Regions from separate parts of the Zea mays genome. Here regions 1, 2 and 4 are each linked to region 3. The links are chromatin contacts, called in public Hi-C maps. All regions are on one chromosome and are shown on one strand. The core of a region is the stretch at or near the end of the contact, and the rest is flanking DNA. Distances in the headings are between cores, read along the strand shown.

Evidence for each region. A called contact is a pair of places that touch in the nucleus more often than the background predicts.
Region 1: a contact with region 3 is called in a Hi-C map of ear, with 2.4 times the contacts expected there. The contact joins the promoter of LOC100275238 here to the promoter of LOC100303986 in region 3. A contact is called at or near these places in 2 of 25 Hi-C or Micro-C datasets (ear and leaf).
Region 2: a contact with region 3 is called in a Hi-C map of tassel, with 4 times the contacts expected there. The contact joins the promoter of LOC100192100 here to the promoter of LOC100303986 in region 3. A contact is called at or near these places in 20 of 25 Hi-C or Micro-C datasets (bundle sheath, ear, endosperm and 6 more).
Region 4: a Hi-C map of leaf shows a contact between it and region 3, with 6 times the contacts expected there. The contact joins the promoter of LOC100279757 here to the promoter of LOC100303986 in region 3. A contact is called at or near these places in 10 of 25 Hi-C or Micro-C datasets (bundle sheath, ear, endosperm and 3 more) and 1 of 3 datasets of contacts at active chromatin or transcription factors (seedling).

What each region holds. Positions count from the first base shown.
Region 1 is chr7:167,180,261-167,185,163 of Zm-B73-REFERENCE-NAM-5.0, reverse strand. LOC100275238 reads left to right here and starts at 3,489. Exons shown (of 2, transcript NM_001149373.3): 1 at 3,489-3,976. The coding sequence starts at 3,632.
Region 2 is chr7:167,093,525-167,098,190 of Zm-B73-REFERENCE-NAM-5.0, reverse strand. LOC100192100 reads left to right here and starts at 1,261. Exons shown (of 16, transcript NM_001358682.1): 1 at 1,261-1,582; 2 at 1,967-2,072; 3 at 2,182-2,301; 4 at 2,394-2,429; 5 at 2,543-2,677; 6 at 2,827-2,910; 7 at 2,980-3,098; 8 at 3,248-3,349; 9 at 4,190-4,306; 10 at 4,388-4,441; 11 at 4,601-4,666. The coding sequence starts at 2,212. It overlaps LOC100272351, which reads left to right. Exons shown (of 5, transcript NM_001146834.1): 5 at 1-850. The coding sequence ends at 563.
Region 3 is chr7:166,958,472-166,963,379 of Zm-B73-REFERENCE-NAM-5.0, reverse strand. It overlaps LOC100303986 (SC3 protein), which reads left to right and starts at 2,561. Exons shown (of 13, transcript NM_001165524.2): 1 at 2,561-2,845; 2 at 3,167-3,229; 3 at 3,340-3,444; 4 at 3,551-3,613; 5 at 3,900-3,933; 6 at 4,375-4,497. The coding sequence starts at 2,789.
Region 4 is chr7:166,809,025-166,813,526 of Zm-B73-REFERENCE-NAM-5.0, reverse strand. It overlaps LOC100279757, which reads left to right and starts at 2,450. Exons shown (of 11, transcript NM_001152715.1): 1 at 2,450-2,669; 2 at 3,335-3,393; 3 at 3,812-3,902; 4 at 4,466-4,502. The coding sequence starts at 2,619.

The sequences.
Region 1 (4,903 bases), core at 2,240-4,739, 220 kb before region 3:
CAGCCGGTGTCCTAGATCCTACAGATGTTCTCTTTTTTCTTATCTAGGGTTTTCTCACAAGGGTGAGTTTTTACCTAGATAGGTTTTTAATGAGTCAGCCATTGCACTAAACAACTCAATATTAACTATTTTAGTATGTTTTAACTGTGTTGGTGAATGTCTGACTAAAATTCTGTGGTGTAGTGCTAAATAGGCTAAATAGGCTAAATGGGCTAAACGGGCCTACCGTGCCGGCACGTCACGTCTAAGCAGTCTTAGTGCCGTGCTTGGGCCTAGTCTTAGGCACTAGTGCCGTGCCGGCACGACACGACTATTAAACGGGCCAAACGGGTCGTGCCCTAACCGTGCCGTGCCTGGTCGTGCCCGGGCCGTGCCGTGCCGGGCCACCCATTTGGCCATGTATACTTGTGTCTAGCGAGCCAACAAGATGGGTGTGCCGCTGTGTAGAGATGGTAACGGGGAATTCCCTCCATTAGACTGTTTCCAGCAATAGACGCTAAAGCGTCCAGTACGGTAAATCTAGAGGATGAAGTTCTACCCAATGCATGCAGCAATGTCCTCTAAAGGAGACGCTAAATATTAACGGACTCCTTTCATCTGGTAAATATGGCGCACAGGCGACTGCTCGCTATCCACTGTTCCCTCCCGTGTCGTCATCTCTCGTTCGCTCCTGCGCTAGCTCGGAAGTTTCCCATCACGCGTAGCATCTCCTTTCTGGTGTCGGCTTCGATGATGGCGAGGTTGTGTGTGTTATAAATGAATACGACACAAAGGGGATCAATCACAGAGAAGACACGGATTTAACGTGGAAAACCCCCTCTAAAGCGGAGGGGAAAAAACCACGGGCGTCAGCCAGCAACTTCTCACTATTTTCGGATGGTTACAGATCGCAGGAGATTTACAATTGAGATAATTATCTCCTGCGGCTTACAAAGATATTTATAGAGGTGAAACCCTAAAACGAGTAGGGAATTTGGATCACAGACTCAACAAACTCCACCTTGAGACAAATTCCTTGTAGCATCATAATAACAAACTCCACCTTAAACAAATGCATCATCATCTTGCCGGCGCCAGCAGCCACTAAGGGCTAATTTATAATACCAATTAAGTTTGAGCATAACTCAAACTTAGCAACAGAAACATGCTTTGTCAGCATATCAGCAAGATTATTATGAGTACTAATCTTGCATACCTTCACCAACCCTTTTTCAATGATACCACGAACGAAGTGACAACGAATATCAATATGTTTGGATTTCTCAGTAATCATCTGATCTTTGGTGAGATGAATAGCACTCAGACTATCACAATAGATGGTAATGCAAGACTTATCCACATAGCTCTGAATATATACCTTTCAACCATAAGGCTTCATGAGTAACTTCTGCAATTGCCATATACTCAGCTTCTGTGGTAGACAAAGCAACAGTAACCTGTAAACGAGCTTTCCAACTCACAACACAATCTCCAACAGTAAAGACATAACCTGAAAGAGATCTCCTCCTGTCTAAATCACCACCATAATCTGAATCAACATAGCCAACCAGACCATCTCCAGATTTACCAAAAAAACAAGCACTATAAGAACCACGTAGATATCTGAAAATTCACTGAACTGGTTTCTAATGCTCTTTACCAGGATTAGACATGTATCTAGCAACAACGCTCATAGCATGAGACAAATCAGGACGAGAACAAACCATATCATACATGAGTGACCCAACAGCACTAGAGTATGGAACTTTTGACATATATTCAAGCTCAGCATCAGTTTCAGCACACTGTTTAGCAGACAGTTTAAAATGAGGAGCCAACAGAGTACTCACAGGTTTACTTTTGACATATATCGCTGCGCTCCGGCCCAAGCCTTCCGGCGACGGGCCTCCGCTTCGCTCGCCAACTTGGCCACCTTCTTCAGAATTTGGATCACAAACTCAACAGTGTGGAGGAGCCAAGGCCAGACGCCGCCGCTCCACGTTGTCGTCTTGTTGCTCGTGATGTTGTCGTCGTGTTGCCCGTGGTGGCCGCTCCACGTCCTCGCCGTCGTCGTGTTGCCATGAGCGCTCGCGTGGTCGCCGGTGGTGTGCACCCATTTGCCGTGCCATCCTTCGGCTTTCCTCTTGGCTAGTCTCTGGAAAGACGCAGGCGGTGTACACACTTACCTCTCGACTGCAGCTGACAGTGGGTGGAAAGACACAGTTAAGGTACTCGACGTAAGTTCTTTGAAGAACGACCTTCGGTCAGACTTCCGCCTCGCCTGAGCACAACTTTGACCTCGATATCCACAACGGAGGACGACCGACATCATCAGACACTACAGAGCTGACACACTACTTAGAGAAGCTTTTCCCATACTTAGCATTGTGTCAACCACTATGATATGGGCAACCTCTCGCTAGGGGCTCGGGTACGTGACCGAGCCATCGGCCTCGGCTCTCAGCAGAAACCAAGCAGGCGTAAGTAAACAACAAATACCAGACTATTCCTCAAGCCATACCATCTATAGGGTTACGGTGACAACTCCTCACAGTGTGTGGCCGACTCCCGTCCTCCAGGCAGCTCCCCTTGGGGCTATAAATAGGATAGACCACAGCTTCTGAAGGACGGCAGACGAACACTCCACAAGTTTTCTTCTCCACATGGTATTGGTACTTGCCTCAATCAACCCCAGGGACTTGGGATCCTTCTCACTCACACTATGCTTGTATTCCCTACTACAAGCACTTAGGTGCGAGTAATACAAGTCTCATCCCCCGTTTGCTAGGAGTAGGGCATATACTTGCCCGAACCAGGATAAAAGACTTATGTCAACTCGCATCACCATCTAGGTCTGGGGCACGCGGTATTATATCACTAGTTGGTTAGGTCCTCGGTCCAAAGAGCATGAGTCTCGTTTGTACGCTTGGACATAAAGCCTCTCGCTTTGCTGCGCAGCGCCGCGACGGAAAAGGAATGCTTCGTGTTAATGAATAAGGTTGTCCACAACAAATTAAAATAGGGGATTTATAGTCCATATTCAAAGTGAAGTTAATGATAACATTAGCTAAAGGCATCCAAATAATCTAGCTAAAAGTTTAATTATTAGATATTTTTAGCAAATTAGATGATAGTTAGTTAGCTATTTATTAGCTAGCTAATTTCATTAATAATTTTTAGCCTACTAAATATTAAATCTAATGTATTCAAACATCCTAATACCTTATTTGGATACTCTCGTATTCATCTCAATGTACAAATGAGTATGAAAGTATCTAAAGTTCCAAACAACAAGGTCTAAGGTCATTTATAAGTTGTCGTATAAAGGGTCGTACAAAGTGATGTTTTGCAATGTATATTATTTATTTGGAGAGTGTATTTTAAAACATAGATAACATAAGCGACGTGCCTGATTCCCTTTCCTCCTCGCAGGTCGCGGTCCCCAGTCCCCTCCCTCCTCTCCCATGCTCCCGGCTGACTCACGCGACGCGCGCGACGACGCGGCAGAGAAAGCCAGGAACTCCAAAGGTCCGAGTTTGGGTTCGGAAGCCAACCCACACCACTCCACCACACCCTACTCGAGCGAAGCGAGCCAGCAATGGTGCATCGCAGCCGTGGGCCGTGACCGGCGTCGCCGGAGACTGGAACAACAATGGCTGTCGTGGCGCGCGCCGGTCTTGCGATGCCCCCAGCAGTTGTGCCGGCGGCGGCGGCCGCGGCCGCGGCGGAGGAGGAGATGCGGTGGCGGCAGCTAGACAGCGGCGTGAGCGCGGTGTCGTTCGGGTTCGTGGCCACCGCCATCCTCGTGTCCATGTTCCTCGCCATGGCCATCCTCGAGCACTTCCTTCGCCCCCCGGCCCACACGCTCGGGCACGCGCCGCCCCGGGGGATCCGCCGCCGACTCCGCTTCTTCCTCGGCCGCGGCGGTGAGCGTGGCGACGCCCCCGGCTCGGATCTCGAGGCGGCGAGGAAGCTCCAAGGCCACGCGCCCCTCGAGGTACGGCTACGGCATACTGTTCCCGCACGCTCTCCTCGCCTCCCGCCCATCCATGGCGCCACACTTTAATGATTCCGTCGCCTAACCTTTTTTTCCCCTCAGCTTTCTGTTCTCGCGTGGTTTGCTTTTCGCTACTCTGTGTGTCTGCCCATCTGATGGACCTGGTTGCGAATCTTGTCGTTCTGTATTCTCTGCTCCGCTTGAACATAATGCAGCGATGGAGCGAAGGCGTCTACTCCTAGCGAGGAAGATAAAACTGCAATGATGTCTTACCATTACCTCTAGCTGTTAAATAATTACCAGGTGTTTTGTCTGTGTACAGGGAAAGATCATGCATTGCATATAAAAAGTAGGCAAAGGAAACTACTTTTATCTGATACTAACATTTTACTATGCGTTTTGGTGTTGTCAGAACTCAGAACATAGATGCTGTTGTTCAAATATGCACTTGAGTTATACTAGGACTGATGTAACATTGTTCAGAGAGACCATATCGTATAATTATTTTAGTGGGCATGCCAATGTTGATTACTCCAATTTCACATATGCCCATCATGTACGTACTCTGCTTTTGCATCAATATTTTTTTAGAAATTTTGTTTTTATTATTTTCCTTTGGTAGCACCGCCCATTTATACTTGTCTCTGGAAAGTGGGGGAGAAGTACTTGTTCTGTGCTGTGTGAGGTTAGAGTAGATAATAATGGCACCAAGAATGTTCGATTTAGCATCTATCCTTGAATGCCATTCCCCTTCTATCTTCTCCAACTTTTATCCTACGGCTAAGTTCAGTAATGCATTTGTATACTTCAACACGAGAATCTTCATATTTCTCGTGAACCATAAATGATTGGGGCCTATAATCCATCAGAAAGGAGAACATGGGTTATGGAATTGAGAGGGAAATTTGGTGGACAACAGCAAACGGA
Region 2 (4,666 bases), core at 12-2,511, 140 kb before region 3:
TGAGAGATGTGCTCATTTTCATCAATAATGTAATAACCTTCTATCCGAAGGCTACATTGGAGCACATGGCTGCGGTTGAGCTTCGTGAGTCTGCATGCAAAACTGTGAAGCAGAGTGCAAGCTTGTTCTTGAAAAGCCATGGAGAGATCGGAACAGCTGGTGCCCCCGTAGTAAAGAATACTCGAGTCCTGCAGCCTCGATGCCCTGGCCCCGGTGATGCAAGGCCAAGCAAGGTTTCTTCAAGGGACGCTACTGCCAGGGAAGGAGATGGCAAGCGCCCTAGTGATCAGCTGGCTAATCAAAAGACTATACAGAGAAATGAGCCAGCCAAGAAGAGAGGTGTGGGTCGGCCTCCAAAGAGTGGGCATAGGATTGCTGGGGCACAGGAAGATAGCCCCATAAAAGGCAGGAAAAGGGGCGCTGGGGCACAGGAAGGTAGCCCCATCAACGGCAGGAAAAGGGGCGCTGGGGCACAGCTAGATAGCCCCGGCAAAGGCAGAAAGAGGAGTGCGGCAGCACAGGAGAATAACCCCAGCAAAGGCGGCAAGAAGAGCCGGCGGTGAAGCTACCATCAGCTCAATGCCGGTGAAACAGTGTACAGCTTAACCATATATCATAGGCTGGTCCCTTCCAACGTTGTTTGCCTGTCAAAAAAGTTTTTGCCCCAGTATTCAAACTGATGTAACAGGAAGGGTTAGCTGTTTCTGATGTTGTTTTGTAAGGAGTATGGACAGTTAGGAGGGAACCCTCATTTTCCTGTAGAGATTATCCGAGCTAGGCTATACATGTCTGACTGTGTAATGCTTAATAGTTTAATTTATATCATGTGAACTGATGCTTGAACACCGACAGTTACCTGTCAGACGACTGAACCAGAGATACGAGAAACAACAGGACTTGAACAGTTCGGCTCTATGTAGCGAGAAAGAGAAGCGGCAGTGTTGGGCCGATAGTGGGCCTTCTTGCCGTGCGTCAGTCTTTGGGCATGCATCCTCTATTGGGCCGTGCGTCACCGTCTAGCACACGCACCAGCGCAGCGGCGAGGGGAACATTGTGAAGGAACCAACAAACCGAGCGGAAAACCCGGTCGCGGGCGTGGCCGGAACGGCAGCTGCGCCGCCTCCGCGCTCGTCGCCCGAGCCGAGGAGGCCGTGTAGCGCTGTGGGGTGCGCGCTGCGAGCACTGACAGGGCAGCGCGGATGGAATCGAGCGAGGCGCCACCCGTCGCGTTTCCTCTGAGGCTCTGACCCGACCGTCGCTGTCGCGCTGTTCCTCTCGGGCTCTCGTTCCTCTTGCTCCCTCCCGCGGGCCGCGGCCGCCTTCGCCCGTCCCCGTCCCCGTCCCCGTCCCCGTCCCAATTTCCACCAACCTTTCCCAATCGCCCTCCAGGCTCTGGCACTGCGAGACGTTTCATTAGCCACTTAGCCGTTCCCACGACACAATCAGCACCACCGGTGTCCTCGCTGCCAAGGCGCCCGCCCGCTCGTGTGACGAGTGGCGTTCGTCCACCGCCCATTCCGCGCTCAGCTCTGAGGGCCTCCCGCCCGCCGCGGCATCATCTCCGGCTCCTCTCGTCGCCACGGTAATTCGTTTTGTTCTCCCTCACTCAATTCGATAGTCTGACTGTCCGTGTGCTAATGCTACACGTGGTATATCATGGATTGGTTCTGATCGTGCCTTGATACTTGGTGCTCTTGCCTGTAATTGGGATTTGGGAAGCGATCTCTTGGGAGTTGGGACGCCCTCGCTGTCGCGAGGTGGCTTATTTTTTAATCTTTCTTTTTTTTATAAATTTCTTCATTGTTATGTGTGGTATGCCTGAACTCAAGCAACACGCCAAACCTTTTATTTAGAACATTTTTGGACCACACAGAATGAAACGTGATGGAGCCAAATTTTCCGTTATAAAATCAATGACATTATTCAATATATATGATGTTTTTATGACCTGCCATCCTGCAAGCAGGGTGTCACGAAATGATCCTGACTTGCTTGAGTTGCTTCTTGACACCATAAGAAGCGATCCATCTGTTTCCAGTTGTACACAGAAAATTAGTGCCTGGAAAAATAAGGTGAGTTTGCTTGTGTTCTTTTGATGATTCCTTACTTATTAGTGACATCTAAAGGTCGGTTGAGTGTGAGGTCAGGATACTATATTGCTACCTACTTTTGATTGTACAGAATGGTAAGGGGGGCGATAGGTGTCCTAAGATGAAACTGCGGTTGCATCTGTTCGTCCTGTGCGTGATCATTATATTCCTGGTGTACAACATGGCTAACTTTCAACATAAGCAGACAACGGTAACAATCAATATCACCTGATTTATTGAAACTGGGTTCTGTGAACACAAATACCTAAAAGATTAATCTGATGTGATTATGTAACTTTACAGTTGGAAGCAAAATCTCATCCATTTGATACAGTGACGGTAGGTGAACATTTCCTTCCATCAAAAGTCAGAATATTTGTTTTCCACTATTAATTCAGAGGCAGGTTTTCCTCTTCCTAAACTATGATATGTGCCTCCAATGTAAACATCAGGTGTCTGACAGAGATGCTGTTAAGGTGCCTCAAAAGGCTGAGGCTAGGATTGGTTATTTACCCCATGGTATAGTGGAGTCTAACTCTGACATGGACTTGAAGCCATTGTGGCTGACTACAAGTGCACGGTCAAAGGTTCGTTAAGTACAATACACCTGATGAACTTTTGATTCCACTACAATATTTGGTTTCACTTTTCAAACTAAACAACCATTAGCTGTTCCTACCACCTAACCACAAAATCTTATTTAGTTATGTAATGCTCTAGTGTTTTGTCCCAGCAGAAGCCTAAACAAAATGATAATTTTTTGATTGCTATTGCTGCCGGTATAAATCAGAAAAAAACTGTGGATGCTATTATGAAGAAGGTACTTCATTTACACCTCTGTAAGCAGTAATTTGCACATAAAATTGTCATGTGACTCTTGATTATTCAGTTTCTTCCAGAAAATTTTACAGCTATATTGTTCCATTATGATGGGAATGTCAATGGGTGGAATGATCTACCATGGAGCAAAAGTGTGATACATATAGCTGCCTCTAATCAGACTAAATGGTATAATATCTCTTTCTTTGCACTAAAATTAGGCATGCCTTGTCTCTCTTTTGCAACAAAAAAGGGCATTGTTCCACTCTTCAATTCTGAATTCTGATCCGGTATCATTTTAGCTTCAAGATAAGATGACAAGACACCTGTTTTTATAGGTGGTTTGCAAAGAGGTTCCTCCATCCTGCTGTTGTGTCCATATACCAGTACATCTTTCTTTGGGATGAAGATCTGGAAGTAGATAACTTTAGCCCGAGAAGGTATTGTGTAATTTATTACAGGACACCAACCTTATGTTATCAAACTTACCATTCCCTAGCAATAACAAAAAAAGAGTAAAGGCATACACATCAGATCCCTGCTTATTCGACTTCTAAATCATGGTTCAGGCAGCTACTAGTAAAACAACTCGACCTACGAGGGTATGGCTAGGGGTGGTAATGGATCGCGATCCAAATATTTATTCACAATTCGTTTGAGCCCTAAATTAATTTTAGTTCGAAAATGAATAGAAATAGAGTCCGATCCAAATCCAATCCGACCCTTAAATTTTATAGTGTAAAATTTAGAGCCCATCGTCATCTCTAGGTATGGCCCCAAGGCACTGCATAAAAAAGAAGACCATCTCATGTAGGTCGAGAAAATCCCTAAACCCCTGTCTTAGCCATACACAGCGGTATCGTATCCCATGCGAGAACAACCATGATCGGGATTGCGCCTTAAACCTATGCTTTGGCGTGGGACAGACAAAGGGGTTAGCCCCAACCTAAAATTCGCTCCCATGGGGAGTCGAACCGAGTGCTACTGAAGGTCTGAAGCCACCTAACCTATTCAGCTAGAGCCCCTTTCACTTAGCACCTACTAGTATAAATTTGAAAGTTTTCTGGATGTTTCTGCTGCCAGTGCCAGGAATGTGCTAGGTGGCAAACAATTTCTTCAAAGTATCCAACTTATGTTCTTGTTCTGGATAGGAGAAACCTGTGACGAAATGCCATATTATGCTAACCCCCTCCACACATAGACGCCCGCATGCGCCAAATGAGTTAGTTTGATCTTTTCATTCTCTGCACCAATTTATCTAACGCATTGATTCCTTTCAGATACTTAAATATAGTTAGATCAGAAGGGTTGGAGATATCACAACCAGGTCTTGACTCTAAGCTTTCTGAAATTCATCACCGGATAACTGTTCGTAAAAAAGCAGGGACCTTTCATAGGTAGGTTCATGTAGTGCACCTTTTATTTTGGATTTTTTTGTTATGTGATAACAAAATGAAACACAGCGTGTATTTTGATAGAAGAGTTAGCCGGGCTAACAAAAAGTGTTCAAGAGAAGGACCACCTTGTTCTGGGTATATTTTCTTTCTTGAACCCTTTCTTATGCTACAACATATTTTTTTGCTGATTAGATCTACATTTTTACTAAATAATAGATTTTCACTCGAGTTGTCTTTCTATTTACCAACCATGGTATATACCTGTGCATGACGTGGTAATTGGTTGATCTATAGATGGGTCGAGGGCATGGCACCAGTTTTCTCAAAGTCCGCTTGGCAATGTGTGTGGCACCTTATCCA
Region 3 (4,908 bases), core at 1,312-3,811:
TTACATTTATGTTTGTTGTATTATGCAACTTTTATTTATTTTAGAATTATGTAATATTTAATTAATTGATCAAGTCTCGGATGAATATTTTATTTCATAAAACATCGTGTTTTAGTTGAACTAATAGTCTGTACACATGAAGCAAAGTTTGTACACAAGAAGCATGACTCTAAGGGGTGTTTGGCTCCTATGACTAAAATTTATTTCATGTCATATCAAATGTTTAATATCAATTATGAGTGTTAAATATATGCTTAATTAGGTTTAACAAGGCATCGTTCTAGAGCAAAACTTTAAAGAGGACCTGATTAGAGTCAGTATAACTCTAGAGTTGTTAACTTCATAGAGTTTTGAGGGTCATAATACAAAATTTTTTTTGAAATACCTCTTTTAGGCCTTTTTCGGCCAACTCCAACTCTAGAAAATTTGGTAGAGTTAGTGGAATATGTCATTAGGTGCTCTAGAAAATCATGGAGTTGGAGTTGCAAGCCTTTAAACATTTAGATAAGTCATTTTATTTATTATTTAGATTAAAAATATTTAAATTGATATTTTAAACTATAACTCCACACCGGAGTTGGAACCTAGAACCATACCAAACATCTCCTTAGTTGGGTGAAACTAGACACCCAAAGGGCCGATTTGGTGACCAGATAATTGGAGGGAATCCACTAATAAGTCTCCTTCAATTCTTTGGTCACTAAACTAGCCTAAATAGGAAGCAGAGGAGAAATTTGATGATAAGAGAGAAACAATAAAAAATAATTGATTAGTCATTGGTTTGGTGGAATTTGGGGTCTGTTTGGTTCGTGGCAAAATATGTCACACTTTGTCTAAGATTAGTCGTCTGAATTGAATAACTAACCTTAGTCAGAATAGTTAGACAAAATGTGACAAATTAGACAGTGAACCAAACATGACCTTGGTGACATGCACGGCCATATATGGGCCCGCATGGTTCATGCCCTACCAGGCAATTGCCTCCCAGGCAGCTGATCCCAGCTCCAGGCGCTCGAAATCAAACGTCTGTATCGAATTTTTTGTTTTTAGCCCCTTTCGAGACAAAAATTTACGTTTGGACCCCCAGAAATTTTATTTACACGTTTGGACCCGATGCTCGGCGCTATAGGTTGTGGCGCCGAGGTAACACAGCTCGGCGCCACGGCCTATGGCGCCGAGCTGTGTGACGTGGCAGTACGCGTGGCACCTAGCTCGGCGCCACAGATCTTGGCGCCGAGCTAGGAAATACCCGCAAACTACCTTTCTCTCTGCGCGTTTCTTCTCTGTTGGATTCACTTACCGCAAAACCCGCCGCCGCCGTTCCCGAGTCGAAATCGCCGCCGCCCGCCGTTGGTCTACGAAGTGAAACTATGAGCAACTATGAAACTATGAGCAACTATGAAATTAACAACCCAATATAAAAAACGAATCAATTGGGCATCATACCTTGGTCTACGAAGTGAACCAACTCAAATCTTTGAATCCAACAAATTTTGACGAAGTTTGGAAATGAGATGAAATGCGCTGCTCTCGGCCAGCCGCGCAGGCGTTTTTATAGGAATTCGTAGCTCGGCGCCAAGATCTGTGGCGCCGAGCTACGAGGTCGCGCCTGCCACCACGTCAGTGCCAGGTCAGCCCTAGGCTTAAGTAGCCGTTGCTGCCACGTCACAGCTCGGCGCCATAGGCGCCACAGCCTATGGCGCCGAGCATCGGGTCCAAACGTGCAAATAAAATTTTTGGGGGTCCAAACGTAAATTTTTGTCACGAAAGGAGCTAAAAAACAAAAAATTCGGACGTCTGTAGGTGCTGGACGAGACAAGTCTGGCCACCGGTAAATCAAACAGCACGAGGTTATGAGACACGATGATCTTTGCATCCAGCCATCCATCGAATAAATGAACGCTTAGGATCATATACCTGAACCACCAGAGGGTCAGACTTAGTTATTGTTTGATTCACATATTTATAACATGAATGATATTGATAACGTTAAACTATATTTATTTAAATCTAATCATAATCAAATATCATACTATAAAATAATATCGTTCTATTCAAACTTGTTAGCGTTGATAATCGAATATTAATTATTATCTTTACCGTTTTCGTTAGAATCAAACGACACCTTATTCCTATCTGATCTCGTCATAGGAACAGACTCATTTTGTAATATGGAGCAAAGACGGACTCCATATTTGAATCGAAAAAGAGTAGAGTGAACATTAAGGGGTGTTTGGTTTGCCCCTGCTAAAATTTAGCCCTTATCACATCGAATGTTTGAACCTCCGTTTGAGGTATTAAATGTAGTCGGATTATAAAACTAATTTCTGAGCCGAAGATTAAAAAGTGAGACGAATCTAGTACAGTTGGTTGGGTCTATATTTCATACTCCTATTTGAAAGTCAAACGCTTGGGCTAAACTTTAGTCCACAGAACTAAACACCCCTAAGTGATTAGGGGAAGATGAAAAAAAAACTGTCCACGTCGAGGCGCCCGCCTGAGTTGACCACTCGCCGCACACCCTATAAACAATTTAATGGGCCCACGAGATACGGAGGGAACGAATGAAAAAAACTAAACAAAAGTTTGGCCCACGAGCGGTTACTGGGTGGACAGGTGGCTCCGCGTGTGCGCGTTCACCCGCCTCATCCTCTCCTTCGCAAGACGGCAAAGAGGAGTCGCCATCGCCCGCCCCATCTAGTCGGTGTCGGTGTGGTGTGGGGGCGGTGCTGCGCGTGTGCGCTCCTCTGTTCGGCAGGACTCCTTCAAGCAGAAGGGGCGGAGCAGCATGGCGGGGCGCTACGACGGCAACCCCTTCGAGGAGGAGGACGTGAACCCTTTCTCGGTACGCGCGCCCACTCCTTCCACCCCTATGGCCATGGCGATCCCGCCGTTGCCCGGGCGCAGATCTAGTTTCCTTATCTGTCATCGGCTTTCTCCCGAGAATCAGCGGGGCATTCGCTACTTGGCTCCTGTTTGGATCTGGAGGGGGCGCAGATCTGACCACGTCCCGGCGATAGAAAAAGCAAATGCATATCCTCCCTTGCAGTATCGCCGTGGCCGACGCTGCTAGTGGGATTTTTTTTCTGGACTGATGATGCAACGGTGCCTGAACCTCTTGCGCGTGTCTCTGGTTGAAGTTTTTATTGGTGGGTTTCCTTGATAGGAACAAGCGCGCGGCAAGGCTGGCGGGCAGTCCAACTTCGGCGGTGGTGCGTTTTACATGCCTGTGAGTTGTTCTGTTCTTTATGAGTTATGCGATCCCCGTGGCATGTTATAACTGCTAGGGGTTACATATTGCTTACCTGCTATTGTTGTGCGGTTTCTGCCGAAATGTAGAACACCAGAAACATGCCTCCTGCATCCAATTCGCGCCTTTCGCCGCTTCCTCCTGAACCAGCAGACTTCAGTGCTACAGTGGACATACCCCTGGACTCGTCAAAGGTGCGAGTAAATGTGCATTGCCTTCTCACGTGCAAAATGCAGCTGTAATGTACACACTTACTAGAAAATGCTGTTCAGCGCTACCAATAACATGTGCTTTATCCAGGACCTGAAGAGAAGGGAGAAGGAGCTGCAAGCAAGGGAAGCGGAATTGAACAAGAGGGAGAAGGTATTCTGCACATGACACATGCATCTGCATCTCCCTGTCAGTTTTAATTAAAAACAACACAATCATAGCTCACTTTTCTTCAAGGTCGAGATAATTGGTTTTGTTGTTGTTGAGATCATTGGTTTAGTTTTCATTCCAAGCACGAGGAACTGCTTACTAGGCTTATATGTGAAGTAGAATGCACTGCTTAAATCCCTACTAGACTCTACTTTGTTGCCGCAAATTGATGCCTCTGAAGAACTGTTGCCAGATTCTGACTCTCTGCCTTCTCTGTTATTTTGAATAGGAACTAAAACGGAGAGAGGAGGCTGCAGCGAGAGGTAAATACTCATTATTGTTTGTTTATCATTGACTCAGTACAAGCACTGTACCTTTCGTTCCCATTAAAGAAGAAATAAGCATGTGATACACATATTGTTTTTTGAGCATCTATACACCTAACCTTGGCATGCTAGAAGTATGTATATTACATCTGATGATCTGAAAGAATTACATGGTAGCTAATTCTATACGATGAATTTTGCAAAACCAGGGTCTAATTTGTCTTGAAGGGAAAGGGTACTGTGGTAAATGACCTTACATAAATTATGTAAAACAAGTACGAATAGTGAACAGCAGAAAGTTGGAAGGCTTTCATACATTCATTCTCTTTCCCACTCAACTGGGCCTTGTCATGAAGATTATTTGTTCCATGTTTTTAATATAAAGCTCATTTTGTTTCAGAGGTTGCTAAGCTTACATTTTATTATTTTGTTTGGCAGCTGGCATTGTCATTGAGGAGAAAAATTGGCCTCCTTTTCTGCCACTCATCCATCATGATATCACCAATGAGATACCGAGTCACCTTCAAAGAATGCAATATGTTGCATTTGCGTCGTTTCTTGGTATGCTGCCTCTGATTCTCAATGTCATGAAACCTTTCACTCTGATGAATAATCTTCAATATTCTCTTTTATTTAATGTTGCAATGGACATGTTTTCCATGTAAGCAACGAGACTCTTACCTTCATCGAGAGGATGACACTACGAGTTGGGCAATTTTCGTTTATTTCTCAATTCTCACACACTACTCAAATGCCATACCCATCTAAGAGTTGAGATACATATTTATAGCCCAAGGGGCTGCAACATATGCTTCCTAGAGATACGAATATGCTATTGTACAAACTGCACTAAACGCTACACAAAAGATGATGTCATCTAGTCAAAAGAACTGCAGCAATGCACGTCGTTGGAGAACTATAAAAGAACTTGTACTTGAGTATTACGAAGTTCGCTGGTTGTTTGTTGCATGA
Region 4 (4,502 bases), core at 1,201-3,700, 150 kb after region 3:
AGGATAACCTATTGGGTCCCATCAAAATTAACCTATGCAGATCATTATGATTAATCAGAACATGGCTGGGTAAAAAGAAGTGATCAAGGGCACAACTTGCCTGAGACTTGAGATTCCAGGTACCAACTTGCTTTTCAGATGACACGTGTCCTCGCTCTAATCGTAGCAATACAAACAAACATTGTATAGGCAAAATTAACATTACACCAAGCATGTAAATAGAATACACAATAATAATCTAGACATTAAAATAAGATCACAGGAACTGGAATCATTAAATTTGGAGGTATAGATTTTAAGTTATGGATTTTCTAATGTTTTATGTGCTTAATACAAGGTTAAGTGCTAGATAGATTTTAAATCATCATTCATGTCAAAACAGTGGCACAAATGGATATACAATAATATTATGAAAATTTAGGAACTGGAATGGTCAAATTTGGAGTTCATATGAATTTTCTATGAATTATTGAAGTTCTAGCAATTATTTTTCTATTAAAACTCCATTTTCCAAATTATTTATTCAATTTCAAACTGCACTGGATTGGGCCTCAAATTCCAGAAAGCACAGGGGCCTATCTAAGAAAACTCCCCAGACTCAGATGCAACCCGAGCTGGACAGCGGGTTGAATACTGGAAACCAGGGGGTTTTTTATGTAAAAGTCGCGAGGCCGAAGGGGTATCGGTTCATATCAGCCGCACAATCTAGAATCAAGGGCTCTGATTAGATTTAGGCGAACCAGAAAACTCAGTCTGAGCAGCGCCGGCCGATCGGACATCCGTGGTCCAGATCATTCAAGGCGAATCGTTAGCCCCATCTAATCTGGACTGCACATCTAAAGATCCACGGTCGTCACATGCCCTGGTCGAAACGTTATGCACTTCTAATCCCAGCCGCCCAAAGCCAATCGGACGACCAGGGGGTTTCCTTCCCCGTCCGACGGCCAGGCACGGCGGCGCGCCCAGTGGCCACGGCGAGCCATCGCCGGAGGTGGCTGTTCTAGCATTATCAGAACCCAATATTTTGACCGAAAGGTACTACACGATGCTACAGAGATAGCGAAGCGGTCGTTGGTGTTCTTACCAAGGTTACGACGGTTGTGGACACTGGCCCCGACACGAGGCGGATCCACGGCAAAAGCCCCAACCGGTGAGCAATTCGCGTGGTTTCTGTTGATATCACCGCATGGAATGGCCATGAACGTATGCAGGAGGCCCCAATGACACGCTATGACCATCCAATATGCCTTAAGCAACGACAGGGCCCAGATGTCCGTGCGGCGGCGCGCGATGTTCGGCCAGCAATGGTGATGGCTAGATATGCGGTGACCGGCAGTGTTCATGTGCTGGGGAGGGAAAGGGGAAAGCCGAGTGTGGCCATGGGGAGGCGGCGGAGAAGTCTGAGCGCAGGAGGGAGCTCGCCAAGGAGGACTGGCCGAGCGGACCTGGCAGGGAGCCACCCGCCATGGAATGAACGGCGTTCTGCGCAGCCATGGGAGACGTTGCTGGGGAGGGAGCGACCTGGGTTTTATGATGTGAGTGTTGCCCGGATTTGACCCGATCTCCGTAATCGTGTGCCCAGAAATCGGTCGATTCAGTTAGGTCCGCCCCGATCGGGAGCTGGGAGGGGATTCTGTTCAGGCCGATATGTGCGGTGTTTCCGTTGGAGTTCACGTGAGGTGAGTGACGAGACTGACGATCCGGCCCCACGAGTCGGAGACACCAGGCATCCAGCGTGCGACCCAGTGTCTGATAGCGTGGGTCCCACCTGTCAATGTGACGCCAAGAGAGGAGGAGCTGGGCTGCTGGAGGAACAAATGGGGAATTGGGCCGGCGTGAGAGCACCACGTGCAGCAATTTCGGCCCAGGTGAGGTCTTTCTGTTTCTCTTTTTCTTCCAGTTCATTTCTCCAATTTCAAACTTCAAATTCAATTTAAATCTAGCTTTAAAATTCAAACTCTTACTCAAAAGCACCAACAAAATTCCAGTATGCAAATGCAAAAATATATATTTGCTTATTATTACTCTTCATTAAGTAGATGTTCCAAATCATATAAATTTATTGTTTGTTTTAGAAGAAAGAAATATGATGAGTGGTCGTTAATTCAAAAATGAATATTTGTTTCTTACTTACTTTGAGTGGAAGATATATATATATATATATATTATATTTATTTACTCTTATGTTTACTCAATTCCTTAGTATTACTTCCTATAAAAGACACAGAAGAAATAAATGAACTCATAACTTATTTTTAGGGTTTACATTAGGCCAGCAAACCCTCGCACCATGACCATCGTCATTGTCAAACCACAGAAATAAATTACTCTGCTCATAAACAATGGAAAATTGAGAGAGCGAGAGAGAGGAAGCTAGCGAGAAGGTCAAGCCGCGAAGAGAAGAGACGCACGTCACAGATCCCTCTCCACTGTCTCACCCTTTCTCTCTCCTCGACCCTCCCGACGCGGCAAAGCAAAAACAAAGGGAGGAGAGGAGGGAGAGAAGGGAGAAGACGAGGCCAAAAATCCCCTCCCCCTCCCCAAATCCTAGCCCAATAATCTCTCAATCAGGGGATTCTTAGGTCTGATCAGGTCGGAGGATTCGGCAGGGCGCAGCCATGAACGAAAAGGCGTCCGTCTCCAAGGAGCTCAACGCCAAGCACAAGAAGGTCCGCATGTTGATTCCTGCTCCTTGTCCTTCTCGGAGTTTTTCTTAGATCAGGACCGCGCGCTGCTGCTTCGATTGGTAGGAGCCTACGAGGAATGAGAATCGGTTGATTGCCATGTCCTGAGTTGGGGATCGGGATCTAAGGTTGTGCCGGGCCTTGATTTCCCGTGCGCCGTTGTGCTGACTTCTATGATTGCTTTGCGATTCCTCTAGTGAGTCGATGCAAGGTGGCAGATCCGAGCTCTGCTCCGTTCCGTTTTGCTAAGGAGCCATGTGGGAACCAACCACCCGACGCTTACTGTTCATGAAATTTAGGGCTTTGCGGAATTCATCTGACCCATACGAATTACGATTCGTCGGACTGAATCCCGAATTTTCTAACCAGTATCCTTGTCTTAGACTTCTACAACAACTACAAAGCTTTTACAGATTTTATTATTTTTCTCTAGTCGTGTATGATGATTGATAATGAAAAACAGTACGTGGCTCCTTTTTGTTTAGTTCACAAGTAAACTCACTAGCTGTCTCTATTATCAAGCTTAAAACTGGCCATTTTCTTGACACGCATAGCAGTATTTATGTTGTGTTAATCAGACTTCTATGCATGTTAGCCTTGTTTGAAGCTTCTATTCTTTTTTTAACTATGACTATATTTTCTTGTTCCAGATATTGGAAGGTCTTCTACGGCATCCTGAGAATAGAGAATGCGCAGACTGCAAGTCAAAGTGAGTGGAACTGTGCCATTTGGTTGTTTCAAACGTGGAAAATGGTGCATTAGGCATAGCTACATGTCAAATAGCTGTGTTACAAGTGCCACCAGCTACTGCTTGAGGACATGACGTTTTGATATTTGATACAGAGGGAGCACTATTTTAAGTCTCAAAACATCTACCATTTGTTTAGGCATATATGTTACATGTACAAATAGACCTTTAATTTCAGGAGAAGGGCTTAAAATGGATTTTTTTATGTCATCTGAGAGGAGTTAAATGGAGTTGGTGGTTTGTACTTTTAGTTTTATCCTAGGTCCCTAGTGAATGTAGTAAAGCCTCCTTGGCTGCTTTCCATTCCATGACTATGTGTAGATACTTCTCCTTACAACTTATGTTCATGCTGACACTCCTGTATGTGACCATATTGCAGGGGTCCTCGATGGGCAAGTGTGAATCTAGGTATCTTTATATGCATGACATGTTCTGGCATTCATAGAAGCCTGGGGGTGCACATATCTAAGGTCAGTGAATGACCATGCGCTTGAGCTCACTGTTTATTTTTCTAATTCAGCATCACCACCACTAGAGAATTTTTGTTATTTATAGATGCCTCAGTGAATTGATTTGAAGCTGCAACACTGATGCCTAAGGTCGTCTGCTTTTGTGGACAATTTGCTAGCTGTTGATCTGTTTTACAGCGTCAAATGTTTACACTTAAATTGTGTACTAAGTTCCCTACATTAATTTGCTGGCATCATGTCAATTATGCATCTCTACAACACTACCCGAGCTTGGAGTATCAGCTTAAATGCTTAACTATCCGTATCACGCAACAATCTTAGCATTTAACTTTGCTTATGATTTTTTTGTTGGTTACATTTCTTCTATATTTGTCTTATTGCATTAAAGTTTGTTTAATTTTGTGGATAGCAAAGTGTTTGTTAAAGCTAGAGAGAAGACAACAGTCCTTTCGATGCTTTAACAAACACATTTTACTTTCTTTTATGCTGTATTGGCTAATACCTGGTTACCAAATAAGCCACCACTTTTACCATTTAGTTTACTAAAGCATTTTCTTATGCAGGTAAGATCTGCCACCCTGGATACATGGCTGCCAGAGC